Regions from separate parts of the Mus musculus genome. Here region 2 is linked to region 1. A link is a contact called in public ChIA-PET data. All regions are on one chromosome and are shown on one strand. Each heading gives the region's core, a stretch centred on a gene start, on an enhancer-like site or on the middle of the called end of the contact. The rest is flanking DNA. Distances are from core to core; before and after follow the strand shown. Region 1 has its middle 10 kb from the start of Kcnj8. Region 2 has its middle 3.8 kb from the start of Gm46981.

Region 1 (3,607 bases), core at 650-3,149:
CCAGACAAGGCAGCCCAGTTAGGGCAACAGGGTCCATACATAGGTAGGCAACAGTCAGGAATAGTCCCCATTCCAGTTATTAGAGGACCCACATGAAGATCAAGCTATGTGCTTCTGCTACATATGTGTGTGGGGTGGGGTAGGTCCAGCCTATTTATGCTCTTTGGTTGGTGGTTCAGTGTCTGGGAACCCTCAAGGGTCCAGGTTAGTTGACACTGCTGGTCTTCTAGTAGAGTCTCTATCTCCTGTGGGCTCCTCAATCCTCCTCCCAACTCTTCCAAAAGACTCCGTGAGCTCCGTCTAATGTTTGACTGTGGGTCTCTGCATATGTTTCAGTCAGCTGTTGATACAGCCTCTCAGAAGACGTTTATGCTAGGCTCCTGTCTGCAAGTATTGCAAAATATCATTAAATTAGTGTCAGGGATTGGTTCTTGCCCATGGAATAGGTCTCAAGTTGGACCAGTCATTGGTTGACCATTCCCTCAGTCTCTGCTCCATCTTTGTCACTGCACTCCTTATAGGCAAGACAAATTTTGGGTCAAAGGCTTTGTGGGTGGATTGGTGTCCTCATTCTTCCTCTAGAAGTCTTGCCTGGCTACAGCCCAGGTTCCATATCTCCCACTGCTAGGAGTTTCAGCTACAGGCACCCTCATAAACTCCCTGGAGTCTTCCCCATGCTAGATTTCTGGCACATCTTAGAGATGCCCTTCCCACTCTGGCCCTCCAAGCCACCAATTTCTGTTCACTCTTCCAGCCCTCTCTCAACCCAATCCCTGCCCCAATCTTTCTCCCAGCCATCTCTCTCCCTCCATCTACTCTAATGGCAATTTTATTTCCCCTTCTGAGTGAGATTCAAGCACCCTTCCATGGTCCCTCTTGTTATTTAGCATTTGGGTGTCTGTGGATTGTAGCATGGGTATCCTGCAATTTATGCTTAATAACCATTTATAAGTGGATACATATCACGCATGTCCTTTGGGGTCCGGGTTACTTCCCACTATAACTCTTCTTAAAAGACCCATGTGGCTTTCCCTTTTTTTCAAGATGAAAATGAAAAATGAGTGATTTCAATGCAATTGTCTTTCTGTCCTTTGGGGAAGGGTTTTGTAGTATGTGTGCGTGTGTGTGTGTGTGTGTGTGTGTGTGTGTGTGTGTGTGTGTGTGTGTGTGTGTGTTTTACAACCTCTTACTTTGTAGCCTATGCTGGTCTGGGACTCACTTTGCTGGCTTTTAGACTCACATCAATTCTCTTCATGTATGTAGTTCCCAAGGAGGCTAGAGGAGGTCTTAAGAGCCCTGGAACTGGAGTTACAGATCTTGAGAGCCCACATGAGAGTCCTGGAAACTGAACTCAGGTCCTCTGTAAGAGCAGCGAACACTCTTAGCTGCTGAGTCATTCTCTCCAGCCCCAGGAGCAATTGTTTACTAAGCAAGGAAACCAACAGATACTTAAACAACACATCTACCACTTGAGTGACAAAATCCATGTGATTATACAATAGAAAACTCTATAGTATTTGGATTCCTTTTGGAAATCATTAATAACAATTGTATGTCTTTAGGGGAAATTTTTGCTTTTGCCTCTTTTTAAGCTTTTGTCAGAGAAGTACAGACATGCACAACAGTGTGGGTATTACTGTAATGAACACTGCATGCTCATCACCTGCCTCAATAATGGTTAATTGTATTTTTTGTTTGTTACCCCCACCATGGTGGTTTGGATGTGAAATATCCACCATGGGCTTGTGTTTGGATACTGGGTTCCTAGCTGGGGTTGGAAGGTGTGAAGCTGGTGGGAGGAAGTAAGTTACAAGAAGCCAGTCTTGAGGTCTGACAGCATGGTCCCACTTCCTGTCTGCCCTCTGCTTGCTAACTGTTGATGCATTGACCAGCCACTTCCTGTTGCTACTATCATGCCTTACTTGCCACAATGGAGTATATCTTGTTAATTATATGCATTTTGCATGCACATATGTGTATGTGCACGAGAGCAGTGCCCACAAAGATTAGACCTAGGTATCAGGTCCCCTGGAGGTGGGGCTCTCAGTGGCTATGAACTGCCATGTGAGTGTTGAACTCTGGGAGAGCCACAGGTGTTCTTACCACAAAGCTGCCTCTCCAGCCCCAAGTAAAGTTGTTCTGGAGCCAAGAGTTGGAAGTCACGTATCGGCTTCTGTTCAAAGTCTTTTAATTTAAAATCAGGCATATGTCCATTGGAAAAGCTGAAAGCTGTCGAATCTATAACCAAATGGTCACATTTCTAGAAAGGGAAAAACTGTAGCTATGAACTACAGGAAGGGGTCTGAGAGGAGAGAGCATCTACCAGCTTCATGGCACTAAGTATTTAAGCAAATGCTGTGATAAATAGTCTGAAGACAAGGGCGGGGGGAGGGGATTGAAATGATTTATGATTTCAATTTATGAATGAAATGAATATGAAATGGCAATAAGTAGGGAGGTGGGAGGTTTGAAAGAGCATATTGGTAAAAGGAGAGAATTTTAGCTTAGGTAGCTTACAGCTCTGTGTGGTACCTCTCTCTGTCTCTCTGCCTCTCTCTCTTTCTCTCTCTGTCTCTTTCTTTCTCTCTCCATTTCAATCTCCATCTATCTATATTATCTCTATATACATATATGCCATAATCTATATCTATATGATAATTTATATCTCTGTATATCACTATCATTTATACTACATCTCCATCTCTGTCGATATAGATGATATAAACAGACAGATGCAGTCTTTGGTGAACTTGAGGAGATATACAGAGTTGGGAATGAAGCTGGAAAATGAACCCAGGAAGCCACATCAGAGACCAGGTAGAAAAGTCCTGGCTGTCATTCCCGAAAAGGTTGGTCTTTCTCCAGTTGCCTATGTCCAATACTTGAAGCCTTTGGCGAACTCTATTGAGTTCTATTGAACTCTATTTCTAACTGAGAAGGGGATCGTGACCTTAATTTTGCATACCACCAGTTCATCTTTTGCATTGTCAACACAAACTGAAGCAAGCCAGTGGTATGTAGATATTTAGCCTCAATCTGTGTTCATGCATACATGTTTGTGTGTGAAGATGGTGCATATGTCAGGTGTGTATTGTTAAAAAAATATGCATGTGGAGGCCAGACATTGATACTAGGTACCTTATTGTTTGTTGTTTTATTTTTTGAGACAGGATCTCTCATTGACTGACCTGGGGCTCATCACTGTGGCTAGGCTGACTGGTCAGCAACTCCAGGGAGTGCCTGTTTGTATTCCCGATGCTCTGGAGTTAGAGATGCATGAAGCTGTGACAGGTAGGGATGTGGATTCTGGGTCCAAACTTAGTTCTGCCCACTTGCACAGCAAGCACATCACCCAGTGAGCCTGTCTTCACTGCTGGGTATTCGTTTTTACATCACTAAAATAAACTGTTCTTGATACAATAGTTTCACCTCAGTTACCCCAGAGAGAATCAGAGGGACATCAGAGGCTTCCAATGTAGGTAGCAAAGTCCTTGGTGGGTGTGGGGGAGCCACTTGAAAAAGAGGATTGATGAAGATGTAAGACCTCTAATCAGACTTAGCCCCAATGCCTTATCTTGACCTGACATTAAAGGCCGATTAAGATTTT
Region 2 (3,607 bases), core at 333-2,832, 220 kb before region 1:
TCTTCACACATTTATAAAATACCAATAAAAATCAACCAACTGCACATCAGCGCCAAGGGGGACTAATACTGAGTTTAGATAATTTTCACACCATTGCCTTTTACTTTAGCCTCGTAAAGGGATTAACGCCCCCGGCTCTCTCTGCGCAGGTTCAGATCAAGGAGGAATTTTCTCAGGCCACAGAGTAGGCTATGGAAGTGGCTCCCGTGGCTTCCTTCTCTGGATGAAAAGCTACAGGACACAGGAGCCAATGAGCCATCAATTCAGCAAGCCCCACAAGTAGCCAATTAGGAAGCTAATTAGAGACAACTAATTATTATTCCATTTAGATAAAGAGAATCTGGATAATTCCTTTCCCAAAGCGTGAAGGCTGTCATCTCAAAACTATAACAAACAGATTTGGGCAAATGGATATCAGCAGGTTTTTGGGTTCTCTCCACCTCCCCCAGTTTCTTTGAAACATATGCAGGAGTAGTTTCAAGTTTTCAGCGTTAGTGGTAGTCAGCCAGGAGGGCTTACAAACCCTTAGTAATCTTGGGGCTGTTATCACCATTACCTTTGGGATAAAAGAGGAGACTCTTTGAACGTAATAGGATCAAATCCTGCATCACTCAATAACAGGATAAATATGTGTGTATACATTTATTTATTTATGAAACCGTGATTTTGTCTCATTTCAAATTTGCTCTTTATTTCGGCAGTTTATATTAACTTACATAGAATTTGCTCCCATAGAGAAAAGCAAACAGTGGTCTGTAGTCATTCTCCATTACTTAAATCGCCTGTCACCAGCATCTATTGGTGTCACTGACCGCTGAGGGGACATTCAGCCAAGCTGTGGGACAATGCCCTCTAATGATTAGACAGGCTTTGGGGAGAAAGGGTATATTCCTGAGTAATTGGCCCAAGTGGGATTTTAATTAAAATAAATGAGGGTGGTCAACTAACCCTTGCTAGGTAGCATAGGCTAGACTGAGAAGTGAGTTTATTCATCCCCAGACAGAAATGTTTCAATCAGGCAATTATGCAAATGGATACTATTAATATTACTCGTTTCTTTCTTCCTTTGTTCCTAATGAAGGTCAATTGTATCCTGTTTGGCATGGTCAGCTCCTGAGCTGTGAGCCTTCATTAGGCTTCAGTGATGTTTCCCCTGAGACTCCAAAGACCGGTGGGAACTCCGAACGCAAAGAAAACTGAGGCCAGAGGGTGACAAGCCTTGTCACAGTATGCCTCCAGAGGTGCCAATCAAGTGAAGGGCTAATTACGGCTGGGCATGAACTGCCTGCAACTCCCCTGGACAGACAAGGCATGGTGTGCTCACATTAGCCGTTGGTCTCTCTTCTGTTCCACTCTGCACAGCTTTGTCTGAACATGGGTTTCTGCTATAACAAATGTGAAATGCACAAATCAAAGAAAGGGAACTTGAAGGCCTCACTATTTCCTGTGAAGCAAATGGCCGAGGTTTGGGAAAGCCATCCCCTTGCATTAAATTGAGGTGCCTTTCCAGGAACAGACCCCAGAGAGACAGGAAGATGATGACAGAACACCAGTGCATTATGGGAAGCACCGTGTATAGCAGCATGGTGACATTTCCTTAGCCACATCCTGTCCCGACTTTCCTGTCTTGCTCTCTACCTGTCAGAGCATCAGGCTTTTTGCTAAATGGACATGAATGCTCTCGTGATTTGTTTGTTTGGGGGTCAGGGTGTCATGAAGGCCAGGGATTATACATCTTGGAAATACTAACGTGGCCAGTCAGCACTGGGAACCTCACCTCCGAACAGGTCTGGGTCTGTAGGAGAGGGCTGGTAGCAATCGATGTCTGAGGCTGACTGAGAACCAGAGGACGATTGTCATGGGAGAGTGTTGAGGAACGAGGGCATGGGACAGTTTCTGAGCCTGAGTCCTACCCTGTTGTATTTATTCCAACTTCTTCAACTACAGGGTTCTAGCAACTCCGTGCGCACAGACCACTGAGTGGGCTTTCCTAATATGCAGACTATTAGACCGAAGCCCCGGGTTCTACACCTCTCACGCCAGGGGAGGGCTAGCACACATATTTGCACAATTATTAATTATAGTGAATTGTTGTTTTAAGAGCTTTGGTGTTGGCTGAGGGGCCATCTCCGAAGAAGCCTTACCAATCGCCCATCTGCTGCCTTAGTATGTTCTAGAGCTGCCACCTAGTGTCTGACCCCCGGTAGTTATAGCTGTCTATCGCTCAATTTTCACATCTATAAAATAGAGGAAGAAAAATACTTCCTTTATAGAGCTGTGTGGATTAAAAGAAAAGATATATAGAGGTTAATTTTATGGTCTGCAGCAATAAGGCAACAGTGCTAGGTAGCCAAACAGTCACTGAACGTGTATGAAAAGTGAGCGAGTCACCTTGGGTGAATGAACAAAGTCACAAGAGGTTTGTCTACAGGCAATCTCCCCCTCCCCCAAGCAGAGGCATGTGTCCTTCAGGCTAAGAGGTGACATGTGTAATTTAAGGTACCCACCAGCTTGGAACAAGATAGTGACAGTAAACAGATTGGCTTTCTCTTCTGATCTTTGTCATTTAAAATACACATGAATATGGAGCAACCAGCTGTGAAGAAAGAGGGCATATTTAAGACAGGTAGAAAGTAGGGGACACAGCTAGTGCTCAGCTATCAGCAGTGAGGAGGGTGTGGAGGGTGGAAAGAGATCCCTGCTGGGGACCAGGAAGGGGCTCAGCAACTCCGGAGGTAAGGTGGAACCCCAAGTGCTCTGCTCTCTGCATATCCTTTGAATTTACTTTATTTTTTTAATTTAAAAATGTTATGTGCATCTGTGTCAGTGCATGCATGTGTGTACGTGCACTGGTCTGTAGGTGCCTGTGGAGGTCAGAAGATGGTGTTAGATCCCCTGGAGCTGGACTTACCAGCTCTCAGTGAGCCACCGAGGCACCCAGCATGGATGCTGGCAATGCACTGGGACCTGCTGAAGAGCAGGAAGTGCGGCATCTTTTCAGCCTCTATAAGCGAGTATTTTCCAGTGATTGTCTGGAGGCTTAACATGTATGTTTAGAAAGAATCCCAACACACCCTTAAACACCACCACAGGACTCATTTTCCTATGAATATGCATCAACCTCATCCTGTGTCCATAGCTCAGCTTAGCATCCCTTATCTAGACATTGTACAGTTATTACATAGCCATCACTGTATAAACACTGTAGTTATTACATAGCCATCACTGCATAAACACTGTACAGTTATTACATAGCCATCACTGCATAAACACTGTACAGTTATTACATAGCCATCACTATATAAACACTGTACAGTTATTACATAGCCATCACTGTATAAACACTGTACAGTTATTACATAGCCATCACTGTATAAACACTGTACAGTTATTACATAGCCATCACTGTATAAACACTGTACAGTTATTACATAGCCATCACTGTATAAACACTGTACAGTTATTGCGTTAGAGCCATCACTGTATAAACACTGTACAGTTATTACATAGCTATCACTGTTTAAACACTGTACAGTTATTACATAGCCATCACTGCATAAACACTGTACAGTTATTGCGTTAGAGCCATCACTGTAATCTACCTCTG

The links. ChIA-PET counts read pairs in DNA pulled down with a chosen protein or histone mark.
Region 2: an RNA polymerase II ChIA-PET map of memory CD8 T cells shows a contact between it and region 1, with 143 read pairs. The contact joins two enhancer-like sites. A contact is called at or near these places in 5 of 39 promoter capture datasets (embryonic stem cells, frontonasal cranial neural crest, hematopoietic stem and progenitor cells and 2 more), 1 of 15 datasets of contacts at CTCF or cohesin (the NIH/3T3 cell line), 1 of 115 datasets of contacts at active chromatin or transcription factors (memory CD8 T cells) and 2 of 9 other capture datasets (adipose tissue and liver).

What each region holds. Positions count from the first base shown.
Region 1 is chr6:142,559,608-142,563,214 of GRCm38.p6, reverse strand. No RefSeq gene overlaps it. Among named protein-coding and RNA genes, the nearest start is that of Kcnj8, 10 kb to the left of the region's middle. Within about 2 kb of position 1,899, at least 23 of the 459 cell types and tissues checked have an H3K27ac peak or open chromatin away from gene starts, as enhancers often do. A contact at or near this core is called in memory CD8 T cells, where this site is marked.
Region 2 is chr6:142,778,111-142,781,717 of GRCm38.p6, reverse strand. No RefSeq gene overlaps it. Among named protein-coding and RNA genes, the nearest start is that of Gm46981, 3.8 kb to the left of the region's middle. Within about 2 kb of position 1,582, at least 69 of the 459 cell types and tissues checked have an H3K27ac peak or open chromatin away from gene starts, as enhancers often do. A contact at or near this core is called in memory CD8 T cells, where this site is marked.